Regions from separate parts of the Mus musculus genome. Here region 1 is linked to region 2. The links are chromatin contacts, called in public Hi-C maps. All regions are on one chromosome and are shown on one strand. Each heading gives the region's core, a stretch centred on a gene start, on an enhancer-like site or on the middle of the called end of the contact. The rest is flanking DNA. Distances are from core to core; before and after follow the strand shown. Region 1 overlaps Gm38475 (a long non-coding RNA gene). Region 2 has its middle 3.9 kb from the start of Gm38926.

Region 1 (2,704 bases), core at 52-2,551, 170 kb before region 2:
GCTTGTACACCGAGACCTAGTGCCTCATGGGAAATCTGATGTTTTTACATTCATTTCGACCCTCGGATGCTATTGGAGTGAAGCAAGCCGTTCCTCTGTCAGGCGGGTCTCGAGTGAGGCAAGTGAAGTAAGCCGAGGAGGAGATACTTCAATGGCACCTCAAACAGGACGGGTGGGAATGTCAAGATGCCACGTGGCCCCGCGTGACTTCTCCCGCCTCGGTTCTGAATGGGCCACGTGGCAAAGTACAGGTGCCTTTGGATGTTCACCTGACTATTTCAAGATTTCTTTCACAAATTAGAGGGAAATGTCTAGGCAAATGCTTCTGTTGTAAATGTACGTGATTTCCAAAATGAATCCTAGATCCTAGGAGCCACCGGCAATAAGGAAGACTTGTATGTTTGCGTACACCGTAACGCTGCATGTTTAACCAGTTCACAAATGCTAACCAATAGCATAAACTGCATGAGTAGATATACCTGAGCTCAAAATAACTTAGCTAAGCCACATAACAGCAACTTTTAAGTAACAGCAACTTCTGTTGTTTATATTTCCTCACCGATAAGTGGCTCGTTACAGTTCCTCTTTCAAGTGTTGTGAGAAGAGTTAAATATGATAACTTGAGGTGTTGGCAAAGTTGCAGAAGCAGAGTCCCGAGTAAGGACTGTTTTTGTTCTGAGCTATATAGCCGCACTTGGGAAAGAGTCAGCATGGCCTCTGCCTTCAGGAGAAGCGCGCTTACTGAGGTGGGACACACATGCACAAAAACTTTAATACACTGCAACTGCACATCGCAGTGGTATTCAGAGTCCAGTCAAAGCATTAGGCCTGGGGAGGCCACAAGTGAACTGGGATTCCAGCTCCGAGCAAGAGTGTGCTGCAGCCCAAGAATGAATTGGCGCCAGGGAAAGACAATGTGCTCAGGTCCTTGGGGATAAGTCTGGAGTTTATTTCTGGAGCCTCTTTGTTCTCTATAGCTAGTTTCTTCAGATGCGTGACTAACAGAATAGAAAGACAAAGCCAAGTGCAGATCTCTTTCTGTCTCCCCGTCTGCTGTCTCCACCCTCTCAGTTCTGCTCCAGAAGCCTTCATCACCTTGAGCTCTGGCCCTGCCAGACTCCCCATGGTGAAGATCCCAGGCTGTGCTGCCCCATCACGCTCCGCTCCTCAGGACCTGGGGAACCTTCACGGCACATTTCTCTGGGCTCTTCATTTGTGTCCCTCCTTTCTCTTGGGGACCACAGCCTTTTGCTGTTTGTCACACAGCGTTTGACCTTTGTCCTGTAGGGAGTAAAGGTGGTTAGTCTCCTGCCAGTCCATTTTGGCCTAAAGTCAAGGCCCCATTGATTTCCATGAAAAGGCACCGTGCCTCTCGCACTCGCTTCTAGAACTCATCTGTGGGAAGTCGGTCTAGGAATCTGGCAGCTGATCGTCAAGGGGAGGCGAACAATAAAAACTTTCCCAGTCAGGAAGATGTCATCCTGCAGCCATGTTGACGGGACATTCCTCGGTTATTCAGACAGAATTGCTCAGCAGTGGCAGATGATGGGATGGTAGCAATTTATGAGGCATGGTCACCAGCGAAACTGCACTTACTTAGGTGGGCCAGGCAATTGCCTGTGTAACAAAATGCATTTTCTAAGGTATCTAAAAGCAGTTTTGTCCTGGTGGCCATGAGTGTCCATTCCTCAGGACCCCTTCCCTCACAGAGATCTCTTGCTCCTCTGCTCCCTTCTCAGAGCTCTGCTGATCTCCACTCATGTCTTCTATTCAGTGCCAATGGCTTTCTTCTTAAAAGCATCTAAACCTAAAACCCATTCCTCTAGGAGAGATGGCTTGGCAGTTAAGCACACCCGGTGCTCCACGGAGGGCATGAGTTTGATTCCCAGCACCTGCATGCTGGTTCACAGTAGTGTGTAAGTCCAGAGCCCTTCTGCAAGTCTGATGCCTGTTGCAGGAAATATTAAAAAATATGAACCTGCCAACTCTCATCAGGGCCAGGCCACACACTCAATCCTGCCACTGCCAACAACTCTCTAGAGCTAGCCCCTGCACCAGGTTATCTCACTTGCTCAGTCTCTCAGCCCACCAACTCGCTGACTCTGTGAGGCCACCTGGCTCCCACCGGGCCATCTCTTGGATGCCCCCTATTCTCCGAGTTCCTCTCACTTTCACACAACACCCCACAGACCCCTGGTTAGCCATCACAACACCTAATTACTCGGTAGAATCAAGACTCTTAATGCTTAATTAGCCAATCAGATTAATGTATCAATAATAACCCAATTTATAAGATGCCAATACAATAATTTCAGAGCCAAATGATAATAATGATAAAGCTTTAACCCAATTATTCTAACCTTTTGATAACATCACATTGGCTTCCATTCTTGTTCTCTCTCACCTCCTGAGACCTCTCTCTCTGCCAACTCCTTGCTCTGCCTCCCTTCTATTGGCCAAAAACAAGCCTCCCAGTGCCCTAATGTGATTGGACAGAGAAAATCCTGCAGCAGATGCCTTTCTGGCCTCCATGAACACTAGGCACACTGTGTGTGTGTGTGTGTGTGTGTGTGTGTGTGTGTGTGTGTGTGCGCGCGCGTGCACACACGTGCACATGCACACAAGTAAGTGCTTATACACATAAAATTAAAATAAATCAATCTTTATTTGACAAAATTTTTTGTAAATTGCTCATGTCCCATAA
Region 2 (2,700 bases), core at 98-2,597:
TTTTTCTCAGCTCAGCCCTTTCTCTGATTCTTCTTGGACATGTACTGTAGCTTTTCCTCAGCAGTAAAATTCTAAAATGAATGACATGCGTAAATAAAACTCAGGTCACCTTTAGTCAGATTTCTCTGTTGATTCTGACTCTCAGAATTAGGTCAGATTTCCCCAGATAACACTCGTGTGTGTGTGTGTGTGTGTGTGTGTGTGTGTGTGTGTGTGTGTGTCTGTCTGTCTGTCTGTCTGTCTGTGCATGTGTGTATGTCTGTGGTGTCTGTCTGTGTATCTCTGTGTGTGTCTCTGTGGGGACAGGGGAGTTTTGTGTCTGTGTGTGTCTTTGTGTGTGTGTGTGTGTGTGTGTGCATGCATGCATGTCTGTGTGTCTGTCTCTGTGTCTGTCTGTCTGTCTGTGTCTCTGCGGGGGAGAGGGGGAGTCTGTGAGTGTTAGAGGGGGAGTCTGTGTGTGTTTGTGTGTGTGTGTGTGTCTGTGCATGTCTGTGTGTCTGTGTGTGTGTGCATCTGTGTGTGTCTGTGTGTGCATCTGTGCGTGTGTGTGTGTATATATCTGCATATGTGTGTGTGTCTGTGCATGTTTGTCTGTCTGTGTGTGTATGTCTGTCTGTGTGTGTTTTATACCTTTTGCATTTACTATAATCATACAAACCCTAGGTGTCAACTCCAGCATCAGAAACCATACCTCAGGCCCTCTAGGCATAGCAACCCTCCCACTGCCCTCCCACCCTCACCACAAGTAAATAGATAAATAGATAACTCTGGAGAGGACCGACTGCTCAGATCTGCAGTGACACATGACACCATGAATGCTCATCACAGTTGCAAACACAGGGCTAGTGTAGTAGCTAGAACCCAGTGATCTGTGCATGGAATGCATCCAGAGAGAGAGAGAGAGAGAGAGAGAGAGAGAGAGGGAGAGAGGGAGAGAGGGAGAGAGAGAGAGAGAGAGAGAGAGAGAGAGAGAGAGAGAGAGAGAGAGAGAGGTATATATTCAGGAGATTAGAGAGGTGGTTCAGTGCTCAGCAACATCTTCTGTCTTGCAGAGGACCTGACGCCCCCGTCGACACCCACACTCGCTGGTGTGCCCACACATGCACAGCTACACAAGCAAAAATAAAATAAAACGTTTAAGTATTCGGTTTTCTCAGGTGATGAGGATTTCCACACAGGTGTGCTGAGCTGGGGAGTCTGAGATCATGGAACCCAGGCCCACTGTGTGGCTGAGGTCATGGAACCCAGACCCACTGTGGGAGTCCTGGCTGACGCTGTTCTGGGGAGCTTTACCCAGAGTAGAACAGCACCAAGAGGGGAAAATTACTGCAGACAGAACCCTGAGGTAATTTTAGTTTTATTTACACAGGCCGTTCACCTTAGACACTGAAGTCAGGTTTAGACATTGAAACAGCCCTGTAATGAGTACATTTTCTACCATCCTTTCCCTTGGTAAACAGCTCTCAGAGACACTAAAACACAGACTTTCTTTCTGAGTGGAGCCCAGTGTTCTGTGTCCCCGGCACCTCCTCTCTCCACACCCTCTCTGCCTCACATAAAGTCTGGCTTGTTGGGGTCATCCTGAACTTTAGGAGTGCCGGGAGAGCTGCGTGTCTAATGCGCATGTCTGCTCCTCCCTCGATTGGGTGTGCAAAGCACAGGGGAGCCCACCTACTGCAGCCGCTCCCCTGTCAAAGAGCCCGCACTCTCCTTCTGTTCAACCACACCCAAGAGCACAGCGCACTCTAGATTCCAGAACCTTCCACCATTCCTTGAATAAAGGCAAATGAGAGTCTCGTTTCAAAGCTATTTTTGATTGTAAACCATAGATAATTGGTTTTGGTTTTTGTGTTTTGGGGTTTTTGTTTGTTTGTTTGTTTCTGTTTTTGTTTTTGTTTTTCTTAAATCTTGCGTCTAACCCTTTCAAGGGCTGGTGACAGGAAAGTGCAGAAATGAACACCCTTAGTTACCTTTACTTCAGCTCATCGGGTCCTCAGTGTTGGTGGCTGGTGCTGTCAAAACAACAGAGGATCCTTTAAGACCAAGAAGGGAAAGTGACTGGGGAGGTGGAGAAGGGCTGGCAAGAGAGGAGACAAGAGCTAAGGAGGAAGGAACCGGGAAGGAGGAAGGGAAGGTCTCTCCCCGTGCAGCTGCGCTTAAGCTTACTGACATGTTCTGTATGTTCCTCTCTGAACTTTCTTCTTCGTGCATGCACTCAGGCGGCTGCCTGTGTCACCAGCAGCTTCTTTCAGGAGAACGGGGACTAAGCTGACATGTGTGGTCGTGTTCCGTTCCACGGACACTCTTTTCTCCATGTTAAACCACCCTTTCCCTTCTTTCTCCTTTCCTGGTGTTTTTGCTGAACAAAGAAGAGGAAGAGGCAGGAGTGGGACACTCCCTCAGCAAGCCTGTGGGGCCTGTGGGGCCTGTGGGGCCTGTGGGGCCTGTGGGACCTGTGGGGTCCGTGGGGCCCGTGGTTCTAATCCGCAGTACAACAGGAGAGAATGGAGTGGGGGCAGGGAGGAGAGAGGACAGCAGAGTGAGAGAAGGCGCACCATGCTGACCAGGCCTGACAGGAGGCGACCGGCCTTTGGCAGTTCAACTTCAGGCACACCAGTTTAACCATTTATTATTTTCAACACCTCCTCTCTTAAGGAAAAGCAAATTTTGAAGAAAAAGGCATAAATGTTTTAGGTAAAA

Evidence for each region. A called contact is a pair of places that touch in the nucleus more often than the background predicts.
Region 1: a contact with region 2 is called in a Hi-C map of liver, with 2.0 times the contacts expected there. The contact joins two enhancer-like sites. A contact is called at or near these places in 3 of 484 Hi-C or Micro-C datasets (the C2C12 cell line, liver and nephron progenitors).

What each region holds. Positions count from the first base shown.
Region 1 is chr6:145,521,423-145,524,126 of GRCm38.p6, reverse strand. All of the region lies in intron 2 of Gm38475 (a long non-coding RNA gene), which reads left to right. Among named protein-coding and RNA genes, the nearest start is that of Gm15499, 80 kb to the right of the region's middle. Within about 2 kb of position 1,301, at least 12 of the 459 cell types and tissues checked have an H3K27ac peak or open chromatin away from gene starts, as enhancers often do. A contact at or near this core is called in liver, where this site is marked.
Region 2 is chr6:145,350,983-145,353,682 of GRCm38.p6, reverse strand. No RefSeq gene overlaps it. Among named protein-coding and RNA genes, the nearest start is that of Gm38926, 3.9 kb to the right of the region's middle. Within about 2 kb of position 1,347, at least 29 of the 459 cell types and tissues checked have an H3K27ac peak or open chromatin away from gene starts, as enhancers often do. A contact at or near this core is called in liver, where this site is marked.